Regions from separate parts of the Mus musculus genome. Here region 2 is linked to region 1. Evidence: chromatin contacts called from public promoter capture Hi-C data. All regions are on one chromosome and are shown on one strand. Each heading gives the region's core, a stretch centred on a gene start, on an enhancer-like site or on the middle of the called end of the contact. The rest is flanking DNA. Distances are from core to core; before and after follow the strand shown. Region 1 holds the start of Chrna1os (cholinergic receptor, nicotinic, alpha polypeptide 1 (muscle), opposite strand). Region 2 has its middle 92 kb from the start of Lnpk.

What was found. Promoter capture Hi-C pulls out the DNA fragments that hold promoters and counts their contacts.
Region 2: a promoter capture Hi-C map of the HPC-7 cell line shows a contact between it and region 1, with 5 times the contacts expected there. The contact joins the enhancer-like site here to the promoter of Chrna1os in region 1. A contact is called at or near these places in 8 of 39 promoter capture datasets (the C10 cell line, the HPC-7 cell line, HPC-7-derived erythroid cells and 4 more).

Annotation. Positions count from the first base shown.
Region 1 is chr2:73,581,586-73,586,242 of GRCm38.p6, forward strand. It overlaps Chrna1os (cholinergic receptor, nicotinic, alpha polypeptide 1 (muscle), opposite strand), which reads left to right and starts at 3,275. Exons shown (of 2, transcript NR_153820.1): 1 at 3,275-3,422.
Region 2 is chr2:74,484,860-74,489,978 of GRCm38.p6, forward strand. No RefSeq gene overlaps it. Among named protein-coding and RNA genes, the nearest start is that of Lnpk, 92 kb to the right of the region's middle. Within about 2 kb of position 3,007, at least 8 of the 459 cell types and tissues checked have an H3K27ac peak or open chromatin away from gene starts, as enhancers often do.

The DNA.
Region 1 (4,657 bases), core at 2,025-4,524:
CCTAAGGACAGGGTTCTGTCAAATTATTCCACTCCATAGGGGCCAAATAAATAGATAAGGGGCTTGCAGAACAGAGGGCAGACCTGAACATCTACCTTATCTTTTCCTGCTTACATTGTATCAGTTAACTGGTACAATAGCCAGCTTTCTCCCTCCTGCAACCCTGTGAATTTGGAGTTACCCTGTCTTCCCATCTGCCTCTTCTCCATACAGAGCCCCATGACTGAATTCTAGTGAGTCAAACCTGAGCAGAGATTCTCTGTGTGTGTCGCCATGTTTTTGCTAGAGGCCCAGGCTTCAATAGACACTTTGCTCACCAGGAAATTGGGGACAACAGTTTTATTAAACAATTTTCTAGTACCTAACATGGGATTTTTTTGCCTCACTTTAGTCTCCAATATCAGTTTTCTTGCCTTCCTCGGCAATGCTATATGTTTTTTTAGAATTAGTTTTTAATTTTTAATTGTTTTTCTTTAAAAAGCACCATTTAGATTTATTTGTTTTATTTTACGTGTACGAGCATTTTGATTATGTGTATGTCTGTGTACCGTGTGTGTGCCTGGTGCCTGCGGAAGTCAGAAGAAGGCATCAGATGCCCTGGATTGGAGTCATGGATGATTGTGGGCCATCAGGTGGGTGAAGGGAACCAAACCTGGGTCCTCTGCAGGACCAGGTGCTCTTGACCGCAGAGTAATCTCTCCAACCTCTAGAGTTGTGTGTTAATCATCCCTAGTTACTGTACAAATAATCCCCAAAATTTCTATAGCTGTTCATAATAAACAAATGTTTTGTTTTCATTCATGGATTTCTGAGTGGGAGTAGGGTAGTGGGGTACACTCCTCCACAGTCACTCAAAGATCCAGGATGTCCCAAGCAAAGCCAAGGCTGCCATGGGGTGGCACTCAGCTGTGCAGAGGCTAGAAGGGTAAGATGTCTCTCCTGGGTCCTGGAGACTCTCTCTGGGACTCACTGGCATTGCTTAGCAAGTCGGGACAAGGTAGAGATGAGAGCAGATGAGAAACAAATCTGGAGATTCGGAGTCTTCTGCTTCAATTTCCAAAGAGTAAGGAATAAATAACATGGAAAGAGGGCTTTGCGCTACAACAGCTCTGGTTGAAGAAGGTCAGGGCTGGGGCTGGGAGTGGCTCCTAGTGGAAGGCTTGCCTAGCAAGCACTGGGTTCCATCTCCAGCACCAAATGAATGAATGAATGAATGAATGAATGAGGCCAATGAAATGGATCAGTTCAATCCCCAGGACCCACATGGAGGAAAGAAAACTGAGCCCTGTAAGTTCTTCAGACCTGCACATATGTGTTAGCACATGAGTCAGTTCATATATCATATTCAGGTAAACACATACATAAATAAGCACAATAAACAATTTAAAGACAAAAGCTTTTAAAAAACAAGTAAAATAGATAAAGCTTTGAATGGATCAGGTTAAAGGTGTGAATGCAGGTAGAGAAGAAAATGAACATTCAAAGCTTGGGAGGAGGGAGGAGGGAGCAATGAAGACTGGGAAAGAGGAAGCCAGACACGGGAGGAAAATGAAAGGCAGAACAGCTCTGGGGGCCCGAAGGAGGACCTGAGCAGGGGACAGTTAGGACCCTGGGAGGCTGTGTTGGCACTGCTAGTGGACCACATGTGACATGAGTGTGGGACTTAGTGACATGGAGACCACTGGTGACTTTGACACACACAGCGTCCTGGCCAGAGCAGATTTAGGAGGGGGCAGAATTGGGGATGCACCTTTGCAAAGGGTGACAAAGAGGCGTGTGGGAGACAGTGAGGGATGTAGGGGAAAAATTGAGGTGGGGCCTTCTTATTTTCAAGAGGAGAATTCACAACGTATTTGCATGAAGATCACAATGATCCAGTAACAGTGAGTGTGTAGCCAAGAGCAGGAAGAAAAGAGACGTATCCAGTGGCTCTAGATTTTTTTTTTTTTTTAGTATACCATAATTTGCTTAAGCAACTCTTATCTTTGGATACTTGGGCAGCTTTCTTTATATCTCCGTGTGCATTAGCTTGTATAAAAAAATCATGCGGTGAGAATCTTTATACATACAGATCAGCCCACTGGGTTACACTCCCCCCAAGGCAGAAGTGCTTAAGTAACTTCAGTGCATACCAAATAGCCTGAGTCTCTATCTAGAACTTAGGAGGTCTCTGAGGCCCCTTTTATTGGAACTGTTCCTTTGACCCTACCACATTGCACTGTGATGTCAATTCTGCAGTTGATCAACATCTGTCTCTTCTACTGGACTTTACAGTGACAAGAGTCATGCCTGGGTCTCTTTGCTCTTGGTTGTTGCTTCAGCCTGTGGAGGATGGAGAGTCAGTAAGTCGTTGTTGCTGAGGGGTAAGTGGAAGTAAATTATAATTCAAGAGTAGAGTGGCAGGGTGTGGTAGCTCAGCCTGGAATCCCACCACTGCAGAGGCTGAGGCAAGAGGATTACTGGTTCCAGGTCAGCCCAGGCTATTGTCAGACCTGTATCAAAATAATAATAGACTAGGATAGATTGTACTGCTTGCTTTTATTTGAGGCAACAATGAGAATGTGACCCTCATTCTATCAATAACGCCAGTGCCATTCTGGGTCCCTCCAAAGTGTTTATGACTGACTAGTGAATGAATGAAAGAGAACATATCTATAAAAGCTCATCAAACGACATGATACAGAAGCAATCAAAAGCTGAGTTTCACTGAGTTTCATGGTTTGATGAACGGATTACAGTGGATCTGTCACTTCTATCCCCATTCACATATTACAAAGTTTATTCTTTATTAGATTTTTATATTATATTGTTACATAATTTCATGTATGTATACAATGTATTTAGGTTACACCTACTTCCAACCCCCACCCTCAACTCCTCCTGTGCCCATCCTCTTCCCAAATTCACATCCTATTCTTTTAAACAAAATTACAACCCAACCTAATTAGTGCTGCCTATGTCCCACCCGAATTTTAATTTTATTTTAACTGAGACGGGGTCCCTGCCTAGCCTGGAACTAGCTATGCAGACAAGACTGAACTTGAACTCACCTACTTCTGGGATAAAAGTCCTGTGCCACCACATTTGGGGCTCCTAGGAGCCCCCACCCCCACCCCCGCCCCTCAACCCGTGAAACATCCTTGTGCAGTGCTGTGCAGCAGCCCAGCGGCCAGCAGGTGGCAACAGACGGTCATTGAAGTGGTGATCCAGCCGCAGAGCCCTCTCTGAAAGGGCCGCCCCCCCCCCCCCCCCCCGCGGGGCTCTGAAGCCTTTTGCTATCCACAAGCGGAAACACCAAGCAAGCCAGCCTAGGACTCCCCTCAGAAGGGTCTCAGCAAAAGTCCAGCTCAGCTCCTGACATTGTGCGGCATGAAGTCCGGAGGAACTGAACAGTCGGAGAGCTGGCTGCAATGAATTTGACGGTTTGTTTTTTTTTTTTTCCCAAGGCCGACAAATCTTATCCAGGAATCTGCCTTTATCTTGGTCTGTCGGAAATGCTCGGACTTTTAAATTCTATTTTGTTATTGTTTGGAATTTTTGTTGTCAGACAGGGTCTTTCTATATGCTCCAAGCTAATCTGCAATTCCCCGGCCTCATTCCCTGAGTGTTTATATTTACAGGTATGTGCTGTGCTATCAGACTCACCTCCACCCCCAAACACACAGACAAGCTCTGAACCATGCACTTCAAGTTGATAGTTTTGTGATCAAATGGATCACACAGTGCTTCCTATGAGACACAAGCCAGATTCTTCGATTCTTTCGCGGCCTCTGAGTCTTGGAGCTGTGGTTCACAGCAGTAGGCATGGCGGTCCTATCTAGTTACAAGCTCTCCCTTTCTGAGAGCGGAAGAGGACATCATCCCTGAGTCAGGGAGAGAGTCCTGACGTCTCCCTTTTCGCTCTCCTCAGCGGAGTGGTGTTACTGTTGGGATTCAGACCCAGAACAAGAAACTGGGCTGAATATTTAACATACCAAAGTGGACCTGGCTTCCGGGTTCTCCCAGCATCCCTCAGTACCTACCTGGCAAAGCATGCCCTCTACTCTAAACTTCCCAGCCCAGAGGTTGGGCTTCCCCTCCCCCCAGAGGCTCTTCCCTTTATGAATCAGACATTCCGCTCTCCGCCCTTCTCTCTTTTCTCCCTTTCTCTGTGCGAGCTTTCTCTCTTTCTCTTCCTCCCTCCTCCACTCCCCCCACCCCCTCTGTCTCCCTCTCCATGGCGACTTGGCCTCATTTCTTGGAACCAGTGATCTCTCCTGTGTGCAGTTTCCCAATAAACCTGCCTTTATAAATATCGCTAATCTGGCTTGAATTGGCTCATTTCTCCGCCAGAGAAATAATTTATCAGTTACCTGTGATGTGTCCGAGTTCACTTAGACTACAAGTTGCAGACAAGCCAGAATTTGATGTTTCTTTGTGTGTATATATGTTCATGTGTGTGGTCTGTGTGTACACATGTATGTATGTATATATGTATGTTGGGCAATTGAAGGCCAGCTTTCTCAATCACTCTTCACTGTCTTTCTTTCTTTCTCTCTTTCTTTCTTTCTTTCTTTCTTTCTTTCTTTCTTTCTTTCTTTCTTTCTTTCTTCTGGCTGTTCTGGATATCGCTTTGTAGACCAGACTGGCCCTGAACTCAAAGAGACCCACCTGACTC
Region 2 (5,119 bases), core at 1,757-4,256, 900 kb after region 1:
TAATAAGAAATTTTGAATCCACAGCATCTTATATAATTCTGTTTGAAATATAGAAAGTCATGTATGCCAATTCTCCATTTTAAGAACATTATTATTTAATGATATATGTTTATGTGTATGTGCGCACATGCACATGTTCTTGCATGTAAAACACCATGGCAAACCTGTGGAAGCCCAAGGACAACACAAATAAGTTTGTTCTCTCTTCTCTGTGGGTTCCTGGGATTGAGGTTGGTTGCTAGGTACCTAAAATCCTACAACAAAGTAGGAGCTAGACTTGGCAATGATTATAATTCAAAAAAGATAACAGAAAGGATTTTTAACTTTCCAAACACACACACAAAAAATGAGAAATGATCATTTATGTGTATTGAAATGTCACAATGTACCTTGTAAGTATATGAATTACCATGTATTAATTAAGAATTTGATCTTTAAAAATAATGATCAATGGTTTCTCAACAGCTACTATGACTTTACCTCGGTCACCAGAGCTTGGCTGTCAATGGAGGGTGAGCTTTGTCTCATACACAGAGAAGCACCTATCTCGCTGTGCTGAATGGATTTGCAGGTCTGTTAGGAGAAAGCATTCACAACTGACAAGTGACCCTTGAACCCTGAGTTCCAAGACGGAAGCCAAGCATCCAGAGTCTCTTCTTCAGTTCAAGGACTCTGTGATTCTCTGATGTCCCTATTGTAAAACTGACCACTGACCAGACGACACACCTGTGATCATGAGTGGCACAAAGCCATTGTACCAGACAGCCCAAGCCCTTGAATGGCCTCTGAAAAATTCCTTTGTCCCTCTCTTCCAAGATCTGACTCATGTTTTCTCCTCTCAACCAGCTCACTGGGAGAACTGCAGTGCAGTCATCCTTCCATATCTGTGAGGGATGGATTGCAAGACCTGCACCCCCCATATATACTGAAATATGTGATGCTTAAGTTGTTCATATAAAACGATATATTTGCATATGACCTACCTACTTCAGTTTGTAGGATCACAAGTCATCCCTGCGTGGCTTACAGTGTCTAACTCAACACAAATACTATGTAAATCATTGTTGTAATAAATTCTTTAGAGAAGAATGGTAAGAACAAAATGTCTGTATTGCTCAATACAGATACACTTTTTAAAAATATTTGCAGTTCTCGGTTGGCTGAATTCAAGATGTGGGACCATAAATACTGACGATCAAATGGGTTTTCTATGGCAGTAAAACAACTCATGTTCTATAGTGTAAGCTCCTCCCTCTGTTTCACTATCTGCTTCTACCAAAGTAAAGAAATACCCGAGCTCGTTTTGTGAGTTCTGTCATTAAAGGAAAGGTCGTTGGCAATCAGTGCTGTGCCCTCCAGAAAACTTTCACAGCGAGCAGTAAAAGAGTGAGGCTGCCCGACCCAGACAGTTTTCACCTACAGAGCCATACCTGCGGTGGTTTCTGGTGACCCTTTTGTTGCTGAGGCTGGGGAAGGGAACAAGAGAGACAGCTCCTGCTACCTCTGGTTCCCAATGTTATTTTTGCATAAATGGGTTTTATCCAAAGCATTTCAGGAGTGTTGATGCCTGGGCACTGATTCCTGAGAAAGGAGGGAGCCGAAAGGGAGGGCCGTGACTGTGCCTGAAAACCATTTCAAACTGTGTTACAAGCCAGCCCCGCCACACAGAGGGCCCCTATTCGGCTCTCTACATGGTTCTGAAGTCTCTTCAAAGCACTCAATTAAAAAATGTTGCTTCTATAAAACTCAGGGCAGACTATTATGGCACAAACAGCTGCCATGTGATTAGAAACACAGGAAATGGTCTGAAGATGCTTGGTGCTCTAAATCTCTTCCTCTGCATCCCACGTATGGTACCCAGGAAACGATGCAGCCTGTTAACTTGTGTTGTGGATTTTGATTTCAAAATGCCATTTTGAATGATATGCACTACAATGAAAGATATGCACTACAGCAATGTCTGACCTGCAGAAAACTGTAGAGCGCGACCAGACTCAAGAGCTTAGCGCTCACTTCGTTCACATGGTGCTTTACAGTGTGTTTTGTAGCATATGCTTCTTAATCCTTGAAGACATATTTCAGACAATGTACCTAACACTTGAAATTTTGATTTTTTTCATAACATTGGTCTGTAGACATTTCACAATATTACTGATGCAACACCATTAACCCACAGTATCGTCCCAGGAAATGATTCTGTGATAAATAACTGATTGCCTCCTGAGGGCAGCTCTCCAGCACTGGCGAGGGAAGAGTAAGTGCCGATTTGGCTTAGTTGAAACACAAAATAATTGTTAGGAATTCTTACTTAAATTCCTACAATGTCCATTTAGGGCATTCTGCTATTAAATATATTATCAAATAGTAACATGATAGGAAAAATAACTTTAATCTCCTATAAGACCTTTCTGAGTTATTAATCTATTTTTATAATTCATAATTCTGTTAAAAGTATCAACTGTTCTACCCTTTAGAAATGAAGCTTGGGGTTTTTTTTTTCTACTTTTCTTTTCTTTTTTTTTAAATTGTGTTTCCCTGGTTTTCTACAGCATATATAACACTGATTTTACAATGTTTTCTAATTGTAAAAGATTTTCAAGTAATGTGTGGTTTCCTTCCTCACAGTTTTACGAAAAAAAAAAAAGCCACTATAGATTGTAAGCAATGTTTGTCTTCCTGCCTATTCAAGACCACAATTGAGAAAGTTGAATTCCAGATCTTTAAAAATGACTTTAAGTCTATTTGCACAACTAAACTTGGTTATGAAGCCATGTAATCATTCTTTAATTTCCCCCCGTGATTTGCATGGACTTCAGGTAGTAAGATAAGCATTTCTTCCCTAAGATGGATCAGGGGATGCACACACAACATGTAGTCAACACTCGGTTTTGTTTAAAGACACTTCCTGATTTGAAAAAGAAAAAAAAAAAGATGAAATTGAGCAATGTTCCAGCTTTAATACATTCCGTATCGTCATGGTTTTGATAAATAACAGAGGCGTACTGAAGGACTTTATAAAGCCTCGTGCACAGGGAGCTTGGGGAGAAGAGTTGACTTAGGCAAAACCTTCTCTTGACAGGAGGGAAAAAGAAATCTAATGTGATTCTGTGGGAGGAGCAGACATCTCTGTAAATGGAGAGCAGGAAACAAGCAAACAAAATATAAAATGTTCAGAGGGAAAACTGTATGCACAGTATTAATGTTAACCTTCCTCCATGATGCCCGACGTTACAGGAAAAGCACACTTCTTTCCATAAACTCAAGGGAAGGAGAGTTTTGAGAACAAGCGACAGAGAACTCTAATGTCTAATAAAGTCAAATACACTCTCTTTCCAGTTTGGTCCCAGCAACGCACACCAGGATTAGATTAAATATGCATTGTAATAGTCAAGGCTTGCTAAGCACTGCTCTTTAATGTGTATCTGGGCATATTATATTGACTTATACACTGTTCTACTTTATTCCATTGTTTATACTTAAAATTAGATCTATGTTCTATGCTCTAATTTTAACAGTATGAGTCCCTAGAGAAAAAGTTATATTGGTTTCTAATATAACGCTCCTTTATGTGTGTTTTGTAAATGCCTATAAGACTCTATAACCAAAAGCATTCACCAGGAGGCAGCTTACCCAGATCGTAGGCACAGGCCACAGAGAAGATAGCCACTAACGGGTTATAACGGCAAATGCAAATCTAGTAATTAAACACAAACTCACATCACCCTAAATACTTAGTGCCACAGTTAATGCCTGCTTCTTCCCCTGTTGCCATGGAGATGAAGAGCAGCTGGTAGGCCCCGGGTCTGTGGTTCCCCAGCTAGCCATGGCTGCACATCACAATTACCTAGGGATCCCTCGAGAAAGTCCAAACTCTCACTTACTTCCCTCCCTGAAGTTCTCACTGGGCGTCGGCCCTGGAAAGATCATCAGCTAGGTTTTGCATATTCATCTCCAGCATTTTCATAAAAATTTGTTTTCTCCAAATTGTTTTCCAGTCTAGTGCCATCAAAGAGTGAGAAGATATGTGAAACATTTAGTCCATGACATTTTTAAAAAACTCTTACGTTTGTCCAGATGTTTGAATTGATTCAACTATTTAACAAAAAATAATGTTGCGTCTGAATAGGATTTCAATAGCAGCCCCTATGCCAGTGTATTCCTACAAAACTTCCTACAAAAATATGCTGCTTTACCCTCTTCCAACTCCTTAGCAACTCAGACCAACAGCCACAGGGCTTCCCTGAGCAATTTATAACATTAAGTAAATTTGATTGCTTATTAATTGATTTAGGTTTTTTGGCTGCCTACTCAATGGAAGAGTCTATAAAGACATTTTCCACTGTAAGTCTTTCCAATTTTTTTCCCCTTCATTTTGCAAGTAAATAAAATTAAGCTCTAAGAGACCAAGACATACAAGGAAAATAAGAGGGAACGAAGCTACAATGTTCTCTGGATGAAGAGCCAAGCCCAGCTCTGGGCTCCCGTACGAGGTATGTTTAACCTTATTGAGAAATGGAATTTTCCCATTAATGTTTGGGCTGAACCTGTAAATACAAGAAAAGTACGTGTCTGCTGGAGATTGAATGCCCTTTCCAGCAGATGAGAACACATTGAGAGTTTATAGCCTGTGCCGCAGATTTAGGAACTCGTTGCTTTTGTTGATTTGTCTACCAGGCTGGGTAACCAGCTCCTCCGAGACTTGCAGCATTAGCACCACATGGAGGCCCGGGAAGCAAGATTAAATTAAAGAATGAGCCTAAGTCTGTAAAAGTTTTGTACCCACAGAGGTACCACAACCACTTATCTGAGTGAATAACACTTTGGCTACAGATGGGGTTTTTAAAGGCATCTCAGGTCTTTACTGGAGGGATCCGGCTTGGCAGGCACGATTCTGGCATCCCATCTTATGGATAGATTGAACCTCAACTGGGCTCATCAGTCCAAGGAGAGGGAGGAAAGCCGGAAGTGAGTTCGTCCCCAGTAGAATCCCTCTAGGTAAGTAGAATCTCTCCACCCTCTTTCTCGGATGCGGTGGACATTTGAAGGGCTTGAGGGGGGTTTTGTTCCCTTGCCTGCGCACTGCAGGTTCTGAGAGCACTCTTCACACCTCCCATCATCA